Regions from separate parts of the Mus musculus genome. Here region 1 is linked to region 2. A link is a contact called in public promoter capture Hi-C data. All regions are on one chromosome and are shown on one strand. The core of a region is the stretch at or near the end of the contact, and the rest is flanking DNA. Distances in the headings are between cores, read along the strand shown.

Region 1 (6,783 bases), core at 196-2,695, 210 kb after region 2:
TCTTGCCAACATATGGGTTCCGAGAAGCACGACATAACACTCTCCGGCTAGATCTGGGGCTGCTTGGAGCTTCCCTCTGTCTCCTTATCACAGTGAGAGCTTGAGTGTAGGGGTATAGGGACTGTCCCAGGATGACATCACGGATATGAAATGCAGAAGGATCCCTGACCAGGGCCCTAGGGAACAGCACCCTGGAGTGGGCAGAGGTAAGAAATTCAGTAGGAGGAAATGAAGACTTCAGAAGGATCTAGTCTAGACTGTACTGGGGAGTTGCTAACAAGGGGGACACTCTGCTAGGTGCAGAGAATATGTGGATGGGGGCACAGTCGCCTCCTGGATAGGGAGTGGGGGGGTTGTTGAATGAATATATGAGGGCCAACAGCAGGTACAGCCTAAGGATGCTCATTCTAGCTTGGCAGATGTGCTGTGGCTTCCAAGCATGGCCTGTGGATCTGGCTCAGCCTGGGCCTCAGTCCCTCAGTGCGGAGAAGCAGAAGACCCACCCATGATGGATCGCTATCTTTCAGAGAAAGTGAAACCTTGTGTCCAACTGTCGCAGCTCCCCCACCCCTCCCTCCAGCTTCCCCTCTGAGCTCACAGCTTCCCGGTCTCCCCCGCCCCCTCCATCCCATCCCCTGAAAACCAGTACTTGGAATTCAAGCCTAGTCTTTTCTTTTTTCTTCAAAGGCTTTTTTGCCTTTTATGTCCATGTTGGCAGTGACCTTGAGGGGTGAACCAAGGAGTGCTTTTCTCTCTCGCTTTCTCAGGTGGGGCTCAAAGTAGCTGAGTGACTTGCCTCAGACAACACAGCGACACAGCGTGTCACAAGCTTTGAACCCGTTCTCTAATTTCTCTTGCTCCAAGGGTCCTAAAGGACCCTGTCTACAGAGAGAGGATCTGGGATTGGGAAGGCTGGGCGAGGACAGTTAATAGAGACAATGGAAATGAGTTGGGCTAGAAGATGCTGACCTGGGATTAGAGGCACAATCTTTGGGGCCCAAGTCTGGCTCTGTGCCCAGAGCCTGGTGGTTTCCGCTCACAGATGTCCCGACAGCCCAAGCGAGAGGGTGGGAAGGGCACTCAACAAGGAAGATGTCTGGCTCCCTTTAGCCCTAAACCTTCGTGTCCTAGGAGGTTGGTAGTTTCTGGACCAGGGGTGGCCTCCCTTGCAAGTCGTGCTCTGACCCCTGGACTGATCCCTGAAGATGATACGGACCCCCGTGCTGCCCGCTCACCCCAAGAAGGCTGAGGCTGCGGTTTACATCATCCTTGGGCGTGGGGCTGACCTCGAAGAACGAATTCGAAGAAAACGGGAGGAGGAGCGGGCATGTCATGGCGCATGGCGCCCATTGGCCGCCTGGGGAGACTTTGGTTTTTGGGGTCATGTTCCCAGAAGGCCTGCCCTTCCCCCTCCCCCTCCCCACCCACCTCACGAGATGTTGGCCAATCGCCCCGTCGGGCATAAAGTGGCTGCCAGCCTGCAGGACACCCAGCCAAGCTGTGTCACCCCTGAGAGGCACGGGCCAGAGTACCAGGACCCAGTATGCAGACACGGCTTCTAAGAACACTGCTCAGTAAGTACTTCCTTCCTTTCTACCATCCCAGGGCGCAGCTGGGCCAACTGGCTGCTGTAGGCACCCTCTGCCCTTGGGAGCTGTAGATCAAGTGAAGGATGTGGACGAGAGGGAGAACTAGTAGGGCAGGGATCCACTGAGACCCCAGCATAGCCACAGGTGGAAACGTAGTATTTCTGGAAGGTATTCCAGAGGGAGGCGTGAGAGAGACCATGCCGGGGACCAGGGCATGAGGGAAGAGGAGAAAGAGTGAGAAGAGTCTGGAGAAGCCCAAGGCAGGTAGGGGATGAGCAGAGAAGGAAGTTCCAGATCTGCGCGGAAATGGAGCAAGGGGCTCACTTCTTGCTCTGATTCAATTCTCGGGGTCTGGGGCAGATGCAAAGTCAGCCAAGCCAGAGGTCCTTAGATCATCCCGCCACTCATACAGCCACACCCACACGGGGACAGGCAAGCAGAGCCATCTATGTGGGAACAGGTCCTCCCTCTCAGTAAGGTAGGAAGTCTCACCTGCAGACCAGAACCCCCGGTGACCGGGGCAGGTACTGCAGTGCCTCACCTAGGTCTACGGGCACACCCCCACAGGCACTGGTCCATGTGCACCTGTTACAAGCTCGCTGTGGACCCTCACTGGCAGTGTAGCTGCAGACACGGGGGAAGATGGGGAGGGGACTTGTGGTTGGCACGCCTGGGCTACAGGCCCTCCCCAGGGGCGAGGGGGTGGGGTGGGGTGGGGCTGGTTGGTTTGTAGGAAGGGAAGGATGGTGTCGTAGCCTTCCGGGCCATTGCACCACAGGCCCCTTCCGACCACGTGGCTGCCGGTGCCTGTGAGGGTGGGGGCCTGCGAGCTGGAACTATGATCATCTGCCCTCACCCCTACAACCTTCTCCTGGGCTCCCAGCAGTCCTGGTGTGTGCGTGTGTTAGGGGTTCGTGTGTCGGTGGCAGGAAGGGCAGGGCGAGTGCTGAGCATGGGTGACCTGGACAGGCTTTCCTCTCGCATCTTGCTCACCTTTCAGCAGAATGGCCGTCAGCACTGGCTGGCCCAGTGAGTGGAGAGGTGCTTTTTCTGGCTCTGTGAAAAGAGCTTAGGTGACCTGCTGCCCTGGGGCTGCACCTCAGGACAGACCCCTGGTCAACTCTATTCTGCCTACAGGGAATGTTAAGGTCTATAAAGTAGTCAGGAACTTAACCTGTCAGTCTTAGGACAGAGCTAACCCTTGTATGAGGCCAGATATCTTATAGAGGACTCTCTTGTCTGTTCGTTATGCCATAAAGTCAGGACAGGGATGCTGGAGGCTACAACCCAACCTCTCCCCGAAGAGCTGCAGGGAAATTGCAGCCACCACCATCTCCTTCACCCTGTTTGGTTTATGGTGGAAGGTGGTAGCCCCAGTGAGTGCTTCTGTGCAAACCCAGACCCTACTGTGTGCCCAGCTCCTCCCCTGGGCTGGACAACCACCAGTCAGGTAACTGATGCGCTCTTCTCTGCCCAGGTTTGACCCTCAGTCTCCTCATCCTGAGCATGGCACTGGCCAATCGTGGCTGCTCCAACTCTTCCTCTCAGCTCCTCAGCCAGCTGCAGAATCAGGCGAACCTCACGGGGAACACAGAATCACTCTTGGAGCCCTATGTAAGCCTCAGCCCTTAGGGTACCTGAACCTCAGAGAATCTTGGGGACTAGTGAGAGAGTGAACACATGGAGGACCAGGAAGGGGCAGGAGGGGAAACTGAGGCATTCTAGGGACGGCAGAGCTGCTCCGCTCCCAGTTGGTTTTACGAGACAGGGTTTCTTTGTGTAGCCCTGGCTGTCCTGGAACTCACTTTGTAGACCAGGCTGGCCTCGAACTCGGAAATCTGCCTGCCTCTGCCTCCCTCCCGAGTGCTGGGATTAAAGGCGTGCGCCACCACCACCACCACCACCGCCCGGCCCCAACTCCATTTCCTGACTGTCTGGAAAGTTTGGCATTTGGTTCTAGGTTCCCAGATGCAGCAGTGAGTGAACCTGTCAGGGCTCCTGCAGCCCCCACCACACCTAGGGACCCTCACTCTATCCACTGCAAGCACAGTCACCCCAGGGCCCTGACAGCCCTCCTGCCCATCTCTGCTGGCGTCAGATTTCTCTTCATACCTTGGTTTTTGTTTTGTTGTTTTTTTTTTCCATCTCTTTGTTGGGAAGATCATACAAGAGCTTGTGTTTTTTTGTTTGTTTTGTTTTTTGTTTTTTTGTTTTTGTTTTGTTTTTGTTTTTTTCGAGACAGGGTTTCTCTGTGTAGCTCTGGCTGTCCTGGAACTCACTCTGTAGACCAGGCTGGCCTCGAACTCAGAAATCCACCTGCCTCTGCCTCTCAAGTGCTGGGATTAAAGGCCTGTGCCACCACGCCCCGCTAGAGCTTGTGTTTTAAAGGCAGCCAAGACGGGTTTCTCTGTGTTTGAGGGGTTTTGTCATGCATTCCTCCATCTCTTCCTTCCTCAGATCCGCCTCCAAAACCTGAACACACCTGACCTGAGAGCTGCCTGCACCCAGCACTCTGTGGCCTTCCCCAGTGAGGACACACTCCGGCAACTGAGCAAGCCTCACTTCCTGAGCACTGTGTACACCACACTGGACAGAGTCTTGTACCAACTGGATGCTTTAAGACAGAAATTTCTGAAGACTCCGGCTTTTCCAAAGCTGGACAGTGCCCGGCACAATATCCTCGGCATAAGGAACAATGTTTTCTGCATGGCCCGGCTGCTCAACCACTCCCTGGAGATACCTGAGCCCACACAGACAGACTCTGGGGCCTCACGGTCCACTACAACACCAGATGTCTTTAATACCAAGATAGGCAGCTGTGGCTTTCTCTGGGGATACCATCGCTTCATGGGCTCAGTGGGGAGGGTCTTCAGGGAATGGGACGATGGCTCCACACGCAGCCGGAGACAGAGCCCGCTCCGGGCCCGGCGCAAGGGAACCCGCAGAATCCGGGTCCGGCACAAGGGAACCCGCAGAATCCGGGTCCGGCGCAAGGGAACCCGCAGAATCTGGGTCCGGCGCAAGGGATCCCGCAAAATCAGACCTTCCAGGAGCACCCAGAGCCCGACGACCAGGGCCTAGGTTCCCTGGTAGCCTGAGGACACACTGACAGACAGCATAGTCTGGTGATACAGGATGTCGCTCTCAGAGGCTTTCAAAGCTGCTTCTGTCACCAGGGGTCACACAGAAGAGCACTTTAAGGGGTGAAGTTGAGTGTCCCCTACTACCACTCAGGACTTCAAGGATAGTGAGGTTATTGTGTCCCCACTCCAAGCCTCCAGTCCTAGTGGGGTGGCTGGGTCGGACCACGTGGGGCCGGAGGTTTTCCATTGATTCAGGGGTCTGATGACACAAGCTGATTCACCACAGGGCTGGCTGGGCTGAACCCCTCGGGCTGTTGGTCCTTTCCTCTCATGACTTGAAACTGTTTCCTCCAGACTTCCTCCTTTCCCTGTGGCTGGGTTCCAAAGAGAGGTCTGATCCGGTGCTCTCTCTCATGCCTTATCCCACTCAGGACAGATACCTGGACCTCTGGGTGACCTCACACTTGGCAGTTGCGACAGGGGCAGGGTGTCCTACCAAGGAACACTGATCTGGGCGTTCAGGGAAGAGAGCTCAGAGCCTAGCTTGTTCCCTAATTCTCTGTGTGACTGTGAGCAAGACACTTTATTTATCCGAATGTCAGCGTTCTCTGTGGAAAGCTGTGTTGTGTGTGTGGGTCCTTAGGTAATAGCCCCCTCTGCCTGTCAGCTGCTGGACTCTGACATAGGGTGGACATCAAAGTCTCTGTAAATGGGAACCTGTGGTGCAAACGGTTGTGGGGTGTGTTTATGGGAGATCTCCCAGTGCCTAAAAGCCCTGTTTTGGGTCCTCGCTGCATGATGCTCCCTCTGGTGATGTGTTGTGAAATTTTTCACAGGCTGAACCAGTCCTCTTGAAAGGTCTCAGAAGCTGGTGAGCAATTACTTGGAGGGACATGACTAATTTATTGTTTTATTTTTTATCAGTTTAATCCGTTTTATATTTATAAGGCCTATTTATAATGTATATTTAATGTTAATATTTTGCTAACATATTTAAAACCTGTCTTGTTTCTAAAGCTGGTGTCAGTCTTTTATTATGGGAGGGGGTTTTGCAGCCTTCCTGATCTCAAGGTGGCAAGGGCCAAGATGCCAGTTCTCTAGGATGGGCTAGCAGTCACATGACACACAGGGCATCTCCTTTTTCTTAGCTGTGTGTGTGTGTGTCTGTGTATCTGTGTGTGTGTGTGTGTGTGTGTGTGTGTGTGTGTGTGTGTGTGTGTGTCTGTGTGTGTCTGTGTGTCTCTGTGTGTGTATGTGTGTGTGTGTGTGTGCCTTGTGATAGGCTTTTCCTGGGGAACTGCAACACAATTCATCCCAGAAAGGGAGCCCATGACAGGCTAAAGTCCAAGTCCACGGTGATGAACCGATGAGTTGTTACTGGTGTTATATACAGGAGAGTTGGTGAGGGCTTACTTATGAGAGCAGGGATGGCCCCACAGCATCAAAATCTCTAAAGAGCCCACCCAGCACCCTGACAGCTGGAACAGGAGCCCCGAGCAGGGTGTGGTCAGCAGGCAGCCCACTCTCCCCTCCCTGTGTGCTCAGCGCCCTTCTCAGGCAACACTCACCTTTATTTTCTTGGGAGGGATCCCCCAGACTCGAGGTTTTATTCTCCCTGACCTATGAGCTTTTGCTTACCTCCAGAGGCTATTGAGCTTCCAGGGAAACTGCGGGCGAATACCAAGCGTCTTCCTCAGTGACTGCTCACCTTTTGCTAGAGGTTGTTTCTGAACCTGGAGCTGTGTGTTTGCTAGGATCGCTGCCAGAGAGAGCCAGAGACCAGGGTGACTTTCCCGCCCGGCTTGTGGGGTTACAGACACATGTCACCTGTCCCCCCTTTAAAAGATTTTATTTTTATCTGTGTATATTTGTGTTGGGGGAGGGGGTTGTACATGTGAGTGACTAGAAGAGGTTGTCAGATCCCGTGGGACTGAAGCTGTAGACAGTTGAGAGGGAATGCAAGTCCTGAGAACCAAACCCCAGTCTTTTGAGGAACACTAAGTGTTCTTAACTGCTGACCCATCTCCCCAACCCTGGAAACAGATTTCAAACAACCAAACTTTGCGTCTTTTACAAAAGATGTATTTATTTATTTTAAGTATATGGGTGTT
Region 2 (6,329 bases), core at 992-3,491:
GTCAGATCACCTGGACCTGAAGTTACAGCCGGTTGTGAGCTTCCTGAGAGATGCTGCTGGATGAGTCTGGGCTTCTGGGAGAGCCACAAGTGCTCTGAAGCACCGCGTCACCTCTCCAGGCCCAGGAACCTGGATTCTCAAAGGGGAGAAAGAATAAGCAGAACATAGAGGGTTTGTAGGTCAGTGAAAATATTCCCTCTGAAACCACAGCCAGGGACATGTCCTTTTACAGTTCTTAACCCCTACTGACTCCTAAAACTGCCTTAGAGAAGAAAATCTATCGATTACAAAATAGGCCTTTCATTCCAGCACTCACGAGGCAGAGGCAGGAGGATCTCTGGGTTTAAGGTCAGCCTGGTCTACACAGTGAGTTCCAGGTTGGCAAGGGCTGCGTAGTGAGACCCTGTTTCAAAAAATAAAAACTATGAAAAAATAAAATAAATGCACTTTGTGCGAGTCCACCCTGAGTCCTTTCATCTGAGGAATAGCTCAGCCTGTAGAAGGCTTGTCCTGTGTTCCAGCTCCAGAGCCATATAAACCAGGTGTCCCAGTTAGGGCTACTGTCGCTGAGACACAACAGCATGACCAAGGTAGCTTGGGGAGGGAAAGGGTTTATTCAGCTTACACTTCCACACTGCTGTTCAAGGAAGTCAGGACAGAAACTCACACAGGGCAGGAGCCTGGAGGCAGGAGCTGGTGCAGAGGCCATGGGCGGATGCTGCTGACTGCTCACTTGCTCTGGATTGCTCAGCCTGCTTTCTTATAGAGCCCAGGACCACCAGCCCAGGGCTGTCACCACCTACAAGGGGGTGGGCCATCCCTTCATCGATCACTAATTAAGAAAATGTCCTGCCGGGCATGGTGGTAATGCCTTTAATCCCAGCACTCGGGAGGCAGAGGCAGGCAGATTTCTGAGTTTGAGGCCAGCCTGGTCTACAAAGTGAGTTCTAGGACAGCCAGGGCTACACAGAGAAACCCTGTCTCAAAAAAAGAAAAAAAGAAAAAGAAAATGTTCTATAGATTTGCCAGTAGCCTAATCTGATGGAGGCTTTCTCAAAGGTGCTCCCTCCTTTCTGATAACTTTAGCTTGTGTCAAGTTTATATAAAATTACCCAGAATACCAGACTTGATGGCCCCTGCCTGTAATCCCTTCACTGGGGAGGTGGAAGCCGAAAGATCAAGAGTTCAAGATTCTCCGTGGTTACACAGTGAGTCTGAAACATCTTGGCCTACGTAAGAACCCTGTCTTTTTTTAAAAGTGTATTTTGTATATTTCAGAATATCTGAAGTTATAATATGAACATACATGTATCAGTAGGAAAACTGAATAAAATAGTTACTGTTTCTGGTGCTAAGTCATTGAAATCTGATTTGCCGTTTCTACCTAGCACAGGCCATACTTGTTCCTGACCAACCACATCTCCAACAGACAATAGTCCAAAGGACAGTGAGCCCTTGCTTGGTCACCCCCTACCTAAAACTTAATTTGATCCATGGGACGACAGAGGGGAAAGGTGTCAGTGGCCTGTTTCACTATCTCCTCCCTGCTCAGGTGCCACCTGCTTTGCAGAAAATTCATGCCAAGGCAGCCTGTGTTTTCTCATCCTACCCAGAGAGGTCAGCCTACTCAGTGTGGCTGCCTCCCACCCTCTACCTCCCAGAGGCTCACCCCTGGGCCATCCTGTAGTTCCCGCCTGAGCTGACGGCCTTCATAGAGTGTTGAAACTGTGTGTGCCGTGCCAGGCATTCTGCTAACACAGGAGACATGGTCTTACCTAATCCCTCCTAACTTCTAGAGGTCTGGAGCCATTTGGCAAATAAGGGCTCTCCTGGCCAGCAAACATTTGTGGAGCGCAGCCTGTGTTCAAGGTCGGGGGAGGGGGGCTGGGCTCTCCTTGGGCAAAAGGACTCAGAAGTGGTGACATTTTCAACTCCCACTTGGCTCCGGAAGTGTGTGCTCCACGTACCTGTCCTTAGGTGAGCACTTTCTTAACACCCACTCCCCACACACCTACAGTCCCACCCCCTGAAAGCGCGTGAAGACCTGGAGGTGAGGGCCACTTGCTACCTCAGACTCTCAGGACACCTCTTGAGATCTGGTCACCTCTCTGTCCCCTTAAGGTAGGCTTGATGACCTGGGGCAGACAAAACAAAAGAAAAACAAAAACAGGGGAGCACTGGGTAGGGCGGGGCAGGAACAGGGATTCTCCCTTGGGGCGGGCCTCCCTTGGGGCGGGATCAGCAGCAGACCTGCTAAGTAAAGCCCTGTGAAGGTGGCAGCAGCTGAGGCCTAGCAGAGAGCACCATGAGAGGACAAGTCGGGGACCTGAGCCCGCAGCAGCAGGAGGCTCTGGCCAGGGTAAGGGGTGAGGGGTGAGGCGGGAGGGAAGGCACGGGAGCCAAGCAGAACCCAAGCGGCCCGCATTGGCTACAGCTTTATGCAGGGACTGGTTGGCGAAGCCAGCGCCTCCCGCGCACACCTGGGCTAGGACCTCTCTCTACCTCTGAGCAACTGCCGGTGTGTGTGCGTGCGCGTGTGTGCGTGTGCGTGTGTGTGTTTGCAAGTTTAGCCTTCCAGCACAGCTCCCACCACCCATCCCTGGCCTCTGTTCCCAGGCCAGTGACTTCTGCCAGGCAGATTAGGAGATCCCTGCCAGATTGCAACAGTGTTTGGTTTGGTTTCTGTTGCTCGGGTTCCCAGTCTTCTCCCTATCAGACTTACTTGTTTACTTTTAATTATGACAGAGAAATAGAGGGGCTAGGGGTCTGATTTTTGAGAGCCTCCTGCAGGCTGTACCTGGAGAAGGGAAAGGCTATGAGGAAGGGGAGTCCCATCCAGGTTCTCATTCAACCTCGTTTGAAGGGGAAGCTTAAGAATTGTGACAGGTACTGAAGGTGTTTAAGTCTGGAATCCCAAGCCTTGCGAGACAAAGACCAGAAGATTGTGGGTTCAAGGCCAGCCTGAATTTAGTGACACTGTCTCAAGGAACAAGAGATGAACGGCTTGTTTTGTAGTGTCTCCCATGCGGAAGAACCTTACAGGGAGACATGAGAATCCTGGGTGAAGGAGGGGACCTGGAGATTCAGCCATTAAGGGGTCCTTAGTGGAACAGGAAGGACCCTCTGATGAGACTCCCAGGGCTGATGGTCTCAGAAGGCACCCGGTGCCTCCTGAGTTCTTTTGGAACTGGAAACATGGTCTCTGGGAGTGGACTATGATAGAGAACCCCACCAGCCACTCCTACTTTCTCCACTAACTAAAAGTAACAAATGCTTGCTATGTTAAAACATATAGGAAGAGAAAGGAGGAAGGAGGGGGAGGCTAAGGACGGCCCAGAGCTCTGTACTGCCTTGCCCCGGATCACTTCCTTCCAGAGTCCTCCTGAGCTAGGGTGGGCCACTGTGGTCACACTTCAGACACACAGTCTTCAGTGTGGCACTGTAAGGTGGCTTCTCTCCAGGCTGAGTTAGAAGTCACCTGGAGGGGAGGATAGGTATAGCTTTGTTTTTTACAGGGCACTGGCCCCTTTCACACCCTCCAACCCCCACCCCTGACAAAATTTCCTTTGGCTCCTGAGGATGCAGCTGCTTTCTGGTGTGAATCCTCCCTTTGCCTGCTGGGAGCCAGGCTTCAAACCTACCGCTTGTGTGCACCCGAGAACATCACACGGAATGGCAGAGAGGGGCGGCTATGAATTTACCAAAAAACAAAAAGGCCAAAGAGGAGAAGTTGTTTTTTTTTTGGGGGGGGGGGTCTGTTTGTTTGTTTGTTTGTTTGTAGATTTATTTATTTGTGTATAGGAGCACTTTATCTGCATGTCAGAATTGGGCATCAGATCCCATTACAGATGGTTGTGAGCCACCACGTGGTTGCTGGGGATTAAACTCAGGACCTCTGGAAGAGCAGTCAGTTCTCTTAACCGCTGAGCCATCTCTGCAGCCCAAGGAGACGTTGTTAAATGCACAGCTGCACAGTGATAATCCCAGAGAAGAGACCATGCCAACTCAGGTGGTGTCGGCCGGTCTGTCACAGCAGCTAACTGGAAGTTTAGTCATCTCATAGGCTACTTGTGCAGGGTCATCAGCTGCACCGAGGCTGGCTTTAGTAAACTGCAGAGCACCAGTTATTTCCAGACTGGCCTCTAGGTGTTAGGCTGTAAATGTTAGTATCCGGCATCGTGCATCATCAGGCCCCAAGTGCTCATGTTCCCCTTGCTACAGTGTAGGAATTTCTACCTTTACGTTTGGCCTTTTTTTTTTTTTCACATATTTTTAATTGTGTAAGCAAAGCCAAATGCAGTCCCATGTCATCCTCTGCTGGATTATCATTATTAGCCTGGCGTGGTAGCATACACCGTTAATCCCAACCCTGGGGAGGCAGAGGTAGGATGACCTCTTTGAGTTCCAGGCCAGTCTGGTTTACACAGTAAGACCTTGTCTCAAAATAAAAATTATTATTGCTGCTTTTAAGAAATTTGGGGTATCTAGCCCTGAATGGCTTCAAACCCACCAGATCCACCTACATCTGCCTCTTGGGTACTAGGCCCAGGCTTATAGAGGTGTGTGTGTGTGTGTGTGTGTGTGTGTGTGTGAGACTATACGAGTGTTTTACCTGAATGCACATCTGTGCATCACATGTGTGCCTGGTGCTGGAGAGGGACAGAAGAGGGGAATTGGATCTCCTGAAACTGGAGTTAGAGATGGTGGTGGGACTCGATATGAGTGCTAGGAATCAAACTTGGGTCCTCTGGAGGAAGATCCAGTTATCTTTAACTGATGAGCTATCTCTCCAACCCTGTAGGTTTTCTTTCTTCCTCTTTTTGAGATATGCTTTCCATTTGTAGCCCAGGCTCGTCGAAAACTCATGATCCCCCTGTCTCAACTTCCTGAGTGCTAGGGCTACAGACTTGTGCCATCAAACCTGGTTTACGTGTTTATTTTAAACACATTCAAGCCTTTGATTGGGCAAATTTGACATTACCTTCATTTCACAAATGAGGAAGAGAAACTCAGAAAGAGTAACCTTCTCTAATTCCAACCATCAGGATGCAATTTCTGGGTTAACGTTTCTAGAACTGCCAGGCTAGCCTTCATTAGAATTACCCTGGAGTGTGGGAGGAAAGGCTGGGGTTCTGGTACTTATGTGCCAGAACCAAGGGGAAGGCTCTGGTACTAGCCAGGGAACTTGTCTCCCAAGAAGAGATTCAAACAGTTCTGATCATCTTTCAGGACAGACTGGAGCCCAAACAATGTTGGGTCAGTGATGGGAAGACCCACCCCTTGTTAGGACTGCTTAATTACATATACCTCTTGCCTTTTGTTTAAACTTAAGCCTCATTCCTGGACCACAAAGGACCATTAGTAGGTAGGGGGGTCACTGGCCCTCTTGTTTGTCTTTCCGATCAATCATGGCCACACTGGATGAATTTCTTGTCTCAGCTTCTCACTATAGCTTGCCTAGTAACTTACGGGCCTGCTGGGGACAGGTGGCCACGCCTACCTCGTTTGCGCTGCCAGGGCCCAGGCTCTGACCCAGATGACCAGGAACACTCTGACCATCACACCCATCCTTTTCCTCCTAGTTCCGGGAGACCCTCCAGGATCTGCTGCCCACCCTGCCCAAGGCCGATGACTACTTCCTTCTGCGATGGCTCCGAGGTGAGGTCCTGGGGGTCAGGGAGGCAGAGAGCAAGGGAACGTAGAGAAAGGAGCAAGGCAGCAAGTGGGACACCTCAGGGAACAAGCTTGCTGTGATACAGGCTTCCCATCGGCCTGCTCTTGGCCAGCAATCTAAGCTCCGCTTCTCTCAAAAGCACAGCGCTGACTCTTCTGAACCTGTCTCTCTCTCTAGAGTGGACATGAGTCACCTGAGTGAAAAAGAAACGAGGACATGACTGTTTGCAGGGATGGGTCGAGTTGGTTTATTGTAGGTGTGAGGGAGACCGTAGCCAGAGGCTTCTGGACCGGTCCAGACTGACCTGGGCCATGGGGGTGGGGCTGAAAGCGGAAGGGGCGGGGCAAAGGGAGTACCTGGGAACCTAGAGCACCTAGAGAAAGGGTAGGAAAAGTGGCTGAGGTAGACCAGAGGCTGGGGAAAGGGAAGCCCAGCCCCTGGGCTGAGTTTAGGCTAGGGGGCGGGGCATGCCAGCCAGGATGACTCTGTAAGATGTCAGGATGTACTGTTCTGTGCTGCCAGGAGAGCCTGGTGGCCAGAGTCCACTTTGATATGTTAAACAGGCACCTCAGCCGTTTGTCCTGACCTAGCCTCACTAAGTGTGCAGAGTTTTATTTATAGACTTAAAAGGGCCAAACATTACAGCACTGTGTGC

The links. Promoter capture Hi-C pulls out the DNA fragments that hold promoters and counts their contacts.
Region 1: a contact with region 2 is called in a promoter capture Hi-C map of embryonic stem cells, with 1.9 times the contacts expected there. The contact joins the promoter of Osm here to the promoter of Sec14l4 in region 2. A contact is called at or near these places in 1 of 39 promoter capture datasets (embryonic stem cells), 2 of 484 Hi-C or Micro-C datasets (embryonic stem cells and nephron progenitors) and 2 of 9 other capture datasets (adipose tissue and pancreatic islet).

Annotation. Positions count from the first base shown.
Region 1 is chr11:4,235,340-4,242,122 of GRCm38.p6, forward strand. Osm (oncostatin M) reads left to right here and starts at 1,446. Exons shown (of 3, transcript NM_001013365.2): 1 at 1,446-1,574; 2 at 3,067-3,203; 3 at 4,047-5,687. The coding sequence starts at 1,544. The coding sequence ends at 4,670.
Region 2 is chr11:4,029,541-4,035,869 of GRCm38.p6, forward strand. It overlaps Sec14l4 (SEC14-like lipid binding 4), which reads left to right and starts at 2,242. Exons shown (of 12, transcript NM_146013.1): 1 at 2,242-2,359; 2 at 5,583-5,658. The coding sequence starts at 2,306.